3 separate regions of the Mus musculus genome follow, and regions 1 and 3 are each linked to region 2. The links are chromatin contacts, called in public ChIA-PET and HiChIP or PLAC-seq maps. All regions are on one chromosome and are shown on one strand. The core of a region is the stretch at or near the end of the contact, and the rest is flanking DNA. Distances in the headings are between cores, read along the strand shown.

What was found. ChIA-PET counts read pairs in DNA pulled down with a chosen protein or histone mark. HiChIP or PLAC-seq counts read pairs in DNA pulled down with a chosen protein or histone mark.
Region 1: a contact with region 2 is called in an H3K4me3 HiChIP or PLAC-seq map of the SCID.adh cell line, with 11 read pairs. The contact joins the enhancer-like site here to the promoter of Umad1 in region 2. A contact is called at or near these places in 2 of 39 promoter capture datasets (HPC-7-derived erythroid cells and neutrophils), 3 of 484 Hi-C or Micro-C datasets (B cells, Th1 cells and nephron progenitors), 17 of 115 datasets of contacts at active chromatin or transcription factors (the 230-238 cell line, the SCID.adh cell line, astrocytes and 13 more) and 3 of 9 other capture datasets (adipose tissue, liver and pancreatic islet).
Region 3: an RNA polymerase II ChIA-PET map of memory CD8 T cells shows a contact between it and region 2, with 8 read pairs. The contact joins the enhancer-like site here to the promoter of Umad1 in region 2. A contact is called at or near these places in 5 of 39 promoter capture datasets (the HPC-7 cell line, embryonic stem cells, hematopoietic stem and progenitor cells and 2 more), 2 of 484 Hi-C or Micro-C datasets (pre-B cells and rod photoreceptor), 5 of 115 datasets of contacts at active chromatin or transcription factors (the 230-238 cell line, embryonic forebrain, large pre-B cells and 2 more) and 1 of 9 other capture datasets (adipose tissue).

The regions. Positions count from the first base shown.
Region 1 is chr6:8,646,656-8,650,205 of GRCm38.p6, forward strand. The region is part of intron 12 of Ica1 (islet cell autoantigen 1); the gene reads right to left. Among named protein-coding and RNA genes, the nearest start is that of Gm35621, 25 kb to the left of the region's middle. Within about 2 kb of position 2,131, at least 68 of the 459 cell types and tissues checked have an H3K27ac peak or open chromatin away from gene starts, as enhancers often do. A contact at or near this core is called in the SCID.adh cell line, Th1 cells, effector CD8 T cells and 3 more, where this site is marked.
Region 2 is chr6:8,257,749-8,261,355 of GRCm38.p6, forward strand. Umad1 (UMAP1-MVP12 associated (UMA) domain containing 1) reads left to right here and starts at 1,540. Exons shown (of 4, transcript NM_001302354.1): 1 at 1,540-1,745. Rpa3 (replication protein A3) reads right to left here and starts at 1,393. Exons shown (of 4, transcript NM_026632.4): 1 at 1,252-1,393; 2 at 1-13. The coding sequence starts at 1,350.
Region 3 is chr6:8,557,097-8,560,594 of GRCm38.p6, forward strand. It overlaps Glcci1 (glucocorticoid induced transcript 1), which reads left to right. Exons shown (of 8, transcript NM_133236.3): 3 at 1,404-1,490. Among named protein-coding and RNA genes, the nearest start is that of Glcci1, 49 kb to the left of the region's middle. Within about 2 kb of position 2,180, at least 6 of the 459 cell types and tissues checked have an H3K27ac peak or open chromatin away from gene starts, as enhancers often do. A contact at or near this core is called in memory CD8 T cells, where this site is marked.

The sequences.
Region 1 (3,550 bases), core at 881-3,380, 390 kb after region 2:
CTGCCTCTCTGCCTCTCTGCCTCTCTGCCTCTCTGCCTCTCTGCCTCTGCCTCTGCCTCTGCCTCTGCCTCTGCCTCTCTCTCACCACAGTAACAGACTGAGGGGAGGTCACATGCTGAAGGCTTTCCTGTACTTGCTATATGGAAACTGGATGGAAAAAGACCCATCCTTTCTTTGGGAGTTTCGGATCCAAAGCTATAAATCTGAGGCTGTTAGTGAAAATAAAGTCAACACACAAAGGAAAACAAGCAGAATAGCTGGGAAGGGAATGCAGACGGCACTCCGAGACAGCTCCCGAATGAGTCTTGCTTGAGCCAATGCCCTCAACGTCCTCAGTTACATGGATGGGTGCATTTTAAGCAAAAGTCTCAACCTAACCTGTTCCAACATGAACTCTATCCTTATGAGCAAAGAATTCTAACACTAGACCCTATCAAACGCAAGCACTGTAGTCACAAAAGTGAGAGAACACTCTCTGGAGTCCGTTATAAACTCAGATCTTGCTTCTGCTGAGGTGTGCCATTAAGTGTGGCCTACTATTTAGCATTCTGCTTATTTATTCACTTTTAAATGTATTATTACAAAGTTGCAAATTAAAAAAATAATCACCACCCCTGGCTCTTTAATAGTTAAGGCAGGCTGCAGGATGACCTGTGCTCTGGAAAGGGAACTTATTTAGGTAGCTGAAAGCAAGGAAACTGGTACTGACTTGAACCATAAAACATAGAAACCTCCCAATTATTACACCAATAATTAAGATGCCTGAAATTACTATGCATAACTTGTGAGAGCAACTTAATTACAAGTCGAAATGGCCAGGTTCAGGTCTGTAACCAGACAAGTCACGACTTGTGAAGTAGCGCCTGTCAGTGGGCTCTGGAGGGTGAGTGAGCTCTTGTTATCGGCTTTGAGACAAAGTGAGACAAAGAAAACCTGAAGAGATGAGATAATGTCCTCCTTTGGGAGAAGCCTTGTTGGAGCCTCCACCCACGCAGACAAATAAAGGCTGCTACTGAGTGGGGGAGTCACAACTTTCTTTGGCTTAGAGTCTCCAAATACCTGCCTTCAATCCAAGTTCTCCATCTCCTGACCACAAATTCTTATCTTATCCTTTGTGGTGCTGCACACTGGTGAGGCAGCCGAAGCTCCAGGAGGTGACCTCCTACCCTGCACCTCTGCTGAGGCCAACTGTGAGATCACTGCTTATTCCAAACCTCACAAATGCTTCTTCAGACAGCTAAGCATCACTGTATACAGTAGCAGCTTTACAGGGTAAATGGTGTGGCCAATGGCGGCACACAGGAGCTCCTCACGCTGAGCCAGAGCTGAAGTGGGGGAGGCCACCTAGCAACACTGCCTCCCGAGAAGCCCAGAGCTTAGCCAAGGTGCCATGTTTGATGCTGCTGTCCTGTCTGGGGACTTTTTTTTTCTTCAATGGAAAAGAACAAAAACAAAACCACACATATTTTTAAATCAAGAAGATCTTACAAACTATTTCCTGGAACTTATTTTACAGAGGAGGAAAAATAGACCCAAGTTAGATTACCTGTCCAAGGTCATGTGACTTCTTAGTTACAGAGAGTCTGGCTTGGGAGCTTTCACTCCTAAGTCCACGCTTCCTTGATGTGTAACCTGGCCTTTCCTTCAGAACCAGGAGAGGTATTTTTATGTATGCTGCTAGAGTACGGACTGTGACCTTACACACAAACTCCAGAAGACGCTTTGTCATAGGGTGAGGCTTTCTAAGGCCAGAGGGCTCCTCGAAGTACCATGCAGAGACAGGCAGAGTGTCCAAGACGGCAGAAACACTCCATAGGCCTGCCTTGCTCAACACCCAGAACCAAGAGGCCTGGGCCCTAGGAAAACATTCCCTAGAAGAACTGGTCCTGAACCGGTGAGTTCTAGCTTGTAAAAGCTCCAGTGTAGAGGAAACTCAAGCTCAGGCAGAGCGTGGAAAACGGGTGACAGCCCATTCAGATAGTACTCTTGAAATCATATTGAGTTTCATGACCTCAGCATAAATTAGAAGCACAGAAGATGGAAACTGCTACTTAGACAGAAAATGAGAGCACAGGGCAGCGAGCAGATAAATGTCACATGATTTACCTTCGTTTGTGTGAAACAGGAAGGCTCACTTCTCTGGGTTTCTCCCCACTCCCCACACCCCACATAATGACTAATCTTAAAGGCCACAGGCCTGCAGGGCAGATGAAACCCCAAACACCAGCACTATCCTCTTAGCACCCCAAAGACAGCGGGGGAGATGCTAGGAAACCACCTGACAAAAAAATGTCAAGCAGAGAGACACTTGTCAGGTCTGTTACCAAAGTGTTCTTGTTTGGAATTCGAGAAGGCTGCTTTGAGAAACCCCCCTCAGGCTTAAAAATAATAATAAATAAGAATTCTGACTGGCAGGGGCCCGAGTGGGCATGGGGGTGGCATAAGGATCTGTATGTGCTCTCTGGAAAAAAAACAAAACAAAACAAAAGAATGATCTAAGAATGTGAGACCCAAGTAGGCACACACAAAAACACCTGATTGCTAAAACCCTACTCCAATCTCTCTTGATATAAACCATGAATCTTGGGGCTAGAACAGATCTTTAAGAATCTATAGGAACAATCTCATACAGAGCATTCTACTACATGATTAAGAACATTCGTTTTATTATTTACTTGGTCTCTTTAAGCAAAGTTTCATGTGGTCTGAGCTGGCTCAAACTTGTTGTGCTGGCTCTAATCCTCTACCCCCCAAGGTGGGATTACAGGTGTTTGCTGACACACTTCAGTGTTACTGTTGGGCTGGGGAGGGGACGGATGACTCAGTGGTAGAGCTCTGGTTTAACATGTGTAAAGAAAAGGGTGTCATTTCATAGGGTAACCCAGGTCACCAGTATATCCCAGCACACTGAAGGAAGAGTTTACATGAGCAGATAAGGAATTTAATACTTGGTCACTGTATGTCCTGAGGCAAAGCAAACAGATCTCTCATTTGACTCTAAGGGTGACTGCAGGTGACCATTAAATGACTCAGGAGAAACTAGGTGCCATATGATAGCACATGATTGCTTTGGGCTAAAGGTTCTCTCCTAGAGCTCTGCTGGCTGCTGGCTGAACCGACATCAGTACACTTGGCCACAACATAGAAAGGCGAGCAGTAGCAGAAGAAGACAAACATGCTTGTGAAATATGGATAATAAATAGTTTTGTTTTGCTTCTTAATTAGCCAAGATCTTGTGGTTTTTCATAAAGGTTTGTTGATAAGATGTAGGTTAAATTTAACTTATAAAAATTTCACTTGTTTTATACCACATTTTTTGTCTGTGTTATGCTATTTTGGCAGGGGTTGGGGGTGTCCAGCTTGAAGAGCAAAATGATTGATATATGTTATAATTAGTGAATGAAGGCTGCATGTCACAGGTGGTCATACAGTGACTTCAGAGACACTTTCAAGAATCTCCAAATGCCACTAACTTGTTATTAAAATATTTTTAAACGGTGTGGCCAAATATTGGTTATCCATCACTTATCATTGAGTAGAAGAATGCAGA
Region 2 (3,607 bases), core at 290-2,789:
CAGTGGGATGAATCTAAAAAAGGAAATCAAGACAAAAAGCCATAGATTTAGAAAACAGAATCTACAGAAATGAATATTTAAAAGATTCCCTGAAGTTTCATTTGGTTGAATATAAAGTAATAGGGGTTTTGGACAGTTTATTTGGTTCAAGTTATAATCTTATTACCTGATCAGATGATTGTAAGCCCAGTTAATTTTGAATTTCTAATAAACAACAAATATTTGCTTAGTGTTTTGTGTGGTTTCTTTTATTTGCAAAAGACACTTGGTACACTAAAACTAAACGAGGCTTTCACTGTCTAATGAAATTCTGCCAACATTCTTGATTTAGTACATCTCACAGAATACCTTCTTTTTGAGGGGTTGTTTGTTTGTTTGTTTTCGAGACAGGGTTTCTCAGTATAGCCCTGGCTGTCCTGGAACTCACTCTGTAGACCAGGCTGGGCTCGAACTCAGAAATTCACCTGCCTCTGCCTCCCGAGTGCTGGGATTAAAGGCGTGCGCCACCACCGCCCGGCTCAGAATACTTTCTTTTAAAATTAAGAACGATGATCTAAAAGAACTGGTTGCCAGATCTGAGGAAGACTTCCCTTGAAACTGAGCTCTGCCACTCGATGTGAGGTTTGAGCAGCTCAGTCAGCCTACCTGTTTAGTTAGAAATTCTTTTCCCTTAGAAAATGTGTGAATGAAATGACCTAGCAGGTAAGTCCTTACAGAGGATTTTCTTTCCCTCGGCACTCTCAATTTCTGGGCCTTTGGGCTTAATTTTTACCTATAGGAAGGACGAGGCTGCAATCTAAGACTGGGCTAGATACAAGGTATCTATAGAATATGGGAGGGGCTATCAAGAAATGTTTCATAGGGAGACGACTGCAAAGTAGAAAAACTAGGCCCATAAATAGAGACGGCTGCAAAAGACAGGGAAGCAAGAAGCTAAGTCTGGCTAAAACAAAAACTCGAACAACAGACAGAGGAGCCAGGTTTGTAAATACCTTCCTGGTAAATAAAGAAAGGGGGCGCGGAGCGCTTGGATCTAAAAGGTCATTCCAAACAGTTTTGGGGACATAAAAGAAGCGGCACCAAAATGTTGCTGCAATGGCTTAGCAGTTTCCACAAGCTCTTCTTGTGAAAACTACAGCAAGCTGGAGGGCAATGCTGCTTAAAGGTGACCTGCTCCCAGCCTCAGCTCCCGACCCCGCAGTCCTTCCCGAGTGGCCGTGGTCCCGTCCTCTCGCCCGAACCCGCATGCACCTTTTCCAGCTTCCCCACGAAGCACACGGGCCGGTCGATATACTGTGGTAACATGCTGGCGTTGACGCGCGCTTTGGGGAGCTGCATTATGTCCTCCATGATTCTGCCGCCAACACTCGCAACCCGCAGGAAAGCAGAAAATGATTGACGCCCAGCGGGCGGCCGCGCCAACCCGGGCAGATTTCCCGAACACCAATCAGAGGAGACGTACGCTCCAGACCCACCAATCAAATCCACGGGAGCATCTGGTTCGCTCGCACCGGGCTGGCGGAGGGGCTCAAGGCTTCCGGAAGTACTGGTAGACTGCCTAGTGACGCGCGGCGTTCCGGAAGTCACTGGGGCCGAAACCCGGCGGGCAGTGGAGGCGGGACTTAGAGGGGCGGGGGCTGAGGCCTGGGACCCGGGATCTGGAGCGGCCGAACGTCGACTTGACCCCGGAAGTAAGCTGAAGGACCGTGGTGGGTGGCGAGCTGCGGGCTGCGGCGGAGTCTCAGGTAGCTTTCTTGCGGGAGGTGTCTGGATCTCCGCGCCTCTCTCCTCCCGAGGGCTGAACCGTCGGGGTGGTGGGCGGAGTCGGGCTCCTGGTCCCGGAATGCCGCGGTGCGGGCACTGACAGTTGCCAGCTTTTGCGCGGGTGGCGCGGGTGCGTGCCTAACCTGGGGTTTGGGGTTTTTATTTTTGAGCCAGTTCTACCTGTAGAGAACCATCGTCAGTCTTTACCCCTCCCTCAGGAGGTTGTTGCTAGGAGACGTTGTGTAACGGACCTGCCTGCTTTACCCACTGGCAGCAAGAGGTGCTGCCCCTCTCTTTACCTTGGACCTTTTGCTAGCCTTGGCGGTGTGGAGGTGTCCATTTCCTCACCTCCTGGGTGCTGGCGTGCATTGGGGCTCCGGTAGAGGAGGACCCCCGGGAAGGACTAGAGATGACAGGCTTCACCAGCTGTTGGACCCAAGCTAGTGCTCCTCCACTGGCGTCACATTTTCTCTTTCTGCAAATGAGGGGTTGACTGCTTTGTAAGGTGCTAGATAACTCTAATTTTGGGTTGTAATACTATATCTAGTTCCCCGAAGTACTCAGAGCTGGCTGTCTGAAAGACAGTTTATTCCAAGATTTGAAGAAAATTGTCGGATGTGTTTCTGGTTCAGAAAATGACTGGATGCTGGTGGCTGTTGATTTTAGTAATTTCACCAGCAAGGGATTGGTACTGAGAAATTTCAAAATGAACGCACATAAAAATACCTTCAAAAGAGGTTGCAGAAATTAAAACATAATTTTAATTGCGTCTCATAATTATGTGGAACAGTGTCTGGATTTTTCTAAAGCCAAAGACTTATTAACCTTCAAATTCAGGGCTAATAACTCAGTTCCAATAATTCAGTTCCAATGTAGCCTGCTGTTGCTGCCTTAAGTAATAAAATACAAAGATCTGGTTCCATCTATTTAAGAGTGAAATCCAATCTCCCCTATTTAAACGATTGTTAGCTCTCCTTAGTGTTCATGTGACATTTAATATGTGTGTCTTAATTCTGTTGTGATTAAAACAAGTTTAAAATTTTTTTCCTTAGTTGTGGGCTGCATTTCCTTTGGGTGCTGGCAAGTCGGTATTGAGGCATTCATGATATAGCACTGCGTTTTCTACCCTGGTGCATAGCACCCTTTTAGTTCAGTGAAAAGTAACCAGCAAGAAGTAAGTTCCCAGTTCAGGTCTAGTTTGCTTTATCTGTGTGCTGCAAGCAAATGGTACCCTGTCTCCAGACATAGGTTCTTACCATCTAGTTGTGGTGGACAGCTCGGAGCATTGTAGAAAATCGTGTTGTTTGTGTGCCTTTGGGTCATCCTTCTCAAGAACTCTAGGGAGGTATATCACAGCCTTTCAGCCCTGAGATTTTTGTTTAGTAGCTCATGCCTTTAGGGGAAGCATTCTTTTCCCATGCAGGGTATTCCCATTTAAATTTCCTTTTAAAACCAGTTAAACTTTTCAATTAGCTTACAAAGTAGTAGGTTTTCCTGAGACCTCTTTATACATCCTTAGTCTTGGTTAGCCCAACCTCGTGTTCCCATCTCCACTTAAGCCTTTCACCCCCCAGTATTCTCCTCCAATGAACTACTTTTATAGCTCACATGTTCTACTATCTCTTACACTCCTTGAAATTTCTCTGTAGCCATCTTTGGCCTTTTGTAGCTTCCTGACCTCTAAAGATACCACAAATGTAAGCACACAAATCTAAAACCTTAAAACTAGGATCCATATGTGAGAGAGGACACAATGTTTGTCTTCCTTGGCCTGGGTTACCTCATTCACTATAATAATATTTTCCAGCCCCTTTATTTTTTTTGTAAAATTCATAATCTCATT
Region 3 (3,498 bases), core at 930-3,429, 300 kb after region 2:
ACGTTATGCAAAACCTCAACATTCTGACACATTCACAAAGGAAAATTCTGTGATAGATTATTAAAGATGATATCATTTCAGGGCTGAATTATTTTCAGGTTGTCCTATCTAGCACTGAACTTAGGAAATTTTGATAATTTCTGACAAACATTATTAAATGTATAATTTCTTATTCTTCTTGTCAGTTGAATAAGATACCGTTCAGTTGATGAAATGCCTCTCTTTCATAGCAAACCCTCAAGCAGCCTTGCTCTTCTCTACCTAATTGCTATTCAATTGTCACTAGTTGGTTTTAGACAATTGACACTTTTAAGAGGGAGTAATTTTAAAGATGCTCATAAGCATTTGAACTGTATAAATAAACTGGAATGATGGCTTCTTTATCTCATTATGCAGATTCTCAAGTGCATGCAATACAAAAAACATTTTAATGCCACATGTATTTATTGTGGTAATCATTACTCATTGTCTCCGGGCTTTCATTTTTTCTAATTTACATTATACTAGATTTTTCTCAAATGTTAAAGTGTGGTATTTTAGCTTTTTTTTTTTTTAACAGAACTCCTAAATTTCTTACTTTATGGCAATACTTAAGGTTAAATTAGTGTTATACTTTAGTTAATATGTATTAGTGCTTAAATAATTGAGAGTTATATTTTAGTTTAAATGACTTTCATAGTAGCTTCATTTTTTTAAAAAAAAGCTGCATTACTTTCATTTTAAATCAATACATTTGATTTATATTTGTTTTTAATTTTTTTCTGTTAGGTTTTATATTAACTGTATTTTTAAAATGAAGTTGACTAATCCTTTTCACCAAAGAGAATCCTCTCAATATTTTCTTCTCTTAGTGAAATGACCGTCTACACAGATGTTTGTTACATAAGCCATCCGCACTACACATGGCTCTGAAAGTTCTTTTTATCTTCTGTCTGTTGTAGTTTGTCTCTATAAAATTTCAGTATGTAATCTGGGAAGTGCTTATGCACGCCTTTAATTCCAGTACTTGGGAGGCAGAGAGGCAGGCACATTTCTTGCGTTCTAGACCAGTCTGGCCTACAAAGTCAGTTCCAGATAGCCAGTGCTACACAGAGAAAGCCTGACTCAAAAACTAAAACAGTATCAAAACAAACAAACAAACATCAGTATGTAAGTCTTCATGATTTTATTAGGATTTGCTGTTATTAATGCTGATGTGAAAGTATCAAATGATTTTTAATGTAGATGACTCAGATGTCTCAGATTTATCAGGTCTGATTAATTAACATTTAAAAGGCTTTATAAATGCTAAGAAAGTATTATAGTTACTTGAAATTAAGTAGTAACGTTATAGTTACTTGAAAGTAAGTAGTGACATTTCCATTTCTTAACATTTTGATTTGTCTGGTTGGTTTGTTTTAAAGACACCTAGTTGCTGGGCAGAAGAGGGAGCAGAAAAACGATCACATCAGCGCTCTGCATCATGGGGAAGTGCTGATCAACTGAAAGAGGTAAGTTATTTTTTTATTTCATTCTAAGGCTTGTTTAGATCTCCATGGGTTGTTGTTTTTGTTTTGTTTTGTTTTTTTAAACTATTTTCCAATAGTTGTTAGACTTCCCTTTATTGTAACCTACTTTCTCATACAGAATTGAATCTTACATTTTGTTCAAAAGTGAATTTTTCTTGCTTGTAATTTTTATATTCTCAATAAATGTCTGGGTACCCCCATCAACTGTAGCTTTTCTAGAATGAACTCTGGTCTTGTATAATGATCTTTATATCACTGTTTTTAGTTATCTTTATTTCTCCCTTAGCTTGCTTTTTTTAAAGTCACAGCAAGTAGAACCATATATAATAGCTTTATACAATGATAAGATAGTACTTTTTGTTTTCTGGTAGCTTTTTTATGATATGTAACTTATTATGACCTTTTGGGACCCAGTAGTACAGTAGAAGCCAAATCTTGTAGAAATGATCTACTCTGTGATTTATTATGAATAACATCTATATTTATACTATATTATTTTTTCCTGTTAGTTTTATCTTTATAAATCATTTTAATTCTTACCTATTTGTCCTTTCAAAGCTATAGAAACCTAAAGTTAAAATATCTGGTTCAGAGATCTCTTAGGTAAGCCCTTCTTCTGAAGATGACTATCTCATCCTTGTCACATCTTCTCAGTGGTGAGAACTCATCTTTTAAGGTCACTACTGTAGTCATGATTACTTAGCAGAGCTCACTAAGTATGTTTTTATTTCCTTTCTAGTGCTATGATAAAACACCATGACCAGAAGCAACCTAGGGAAGAAAGGGTTTATTTCAGTTTACAGGTTGTAGGTTACAGGATATAGATTCAGGAAAACCAAAGTAGGAACTAAAGCAGAGACCATGAAGAAGTGCTGCTAACAACTTTTTGTTACACATGGCTTGCCTACATACCTTTCTTATACAACCCAGGACCACCTCTCCAGGTGTGTCACTGCTCATAGTGAGTGAACCTTCCCGTATCAATCATTAAGCTAGAAAATGCCCTATAAAGTTGCCTACAGGCCAATCTGATGGAGACATCTTTCTCAGTTGAGGTTCCTCTTCCCAGGTAATTGTAGCTGTGTTAAGTTGACAAAATGCACAGTTTTTATATTTTGAACTCAGAATGAAATCACTTAGTTTTACTGCTAACTTGTATCAGTGTTGTCTGCTTGAAATTTCTGCAAGTTTGGCAGTAAGCCAGTTTTGCTGTGTTAAGCATAGACATTCTCTCAGATTTTATTTATATGTGTATGTGCCCACTTGTCTGTATGTGAACCACATGCTTCTAGTGCTAATGATGGCCAGCCAGGGCCATGATTCTCCTGGTTCTCATAGTAACTGGAGTTACTATGAATCAAACCTGGGTCTTCCACAACAGCAAGTCCTGATGACTGCTGAGCCAGCTCTTCAATCTCAGCATTTCTCTTGAATGCTTTTCCTATGCAGAGTTTCAGACCTACCAGTATTAATTTTTTATACACTTTAAGTTGTCAGGTTTCTCACATACTATGATGTCTAAACCAACTGGTCTAATAGCATGATACTGTCTATGATTTCATTTTTAGCCACTTTTTAATGTTGTGAATGTAGAAAATCTATAATTCTGGCCTATCTCTTACCCAAATACATAGTGAAAGTAGATTTCTTTATCAGGATCAGAGTAAAAAGAAGCTTGGTTTAATACATCTAGGCTGAAATAGACATCACTTGTAGAATATATATAAATAATGGAAAAGCCAAATTTGTCATTTTGTCTCAGTTCAGTATAGTTTCAGACATACTGCAAGTATCTCACATGGCTGTGGTATAAATGAATGTCTATAGTAACACATGATATTTGCTACTAAGAGGGAACACTGAAATTAGAAGAATTGATTGTTCTCCCTGTAAAACAACCATAAAGCCAAACAAAATTGTCAAAATAAATATTTCAGTGAAAATAATTGAGCAATTTTATTTATGAAGGAGATTCAAGATGCCTTTGGAA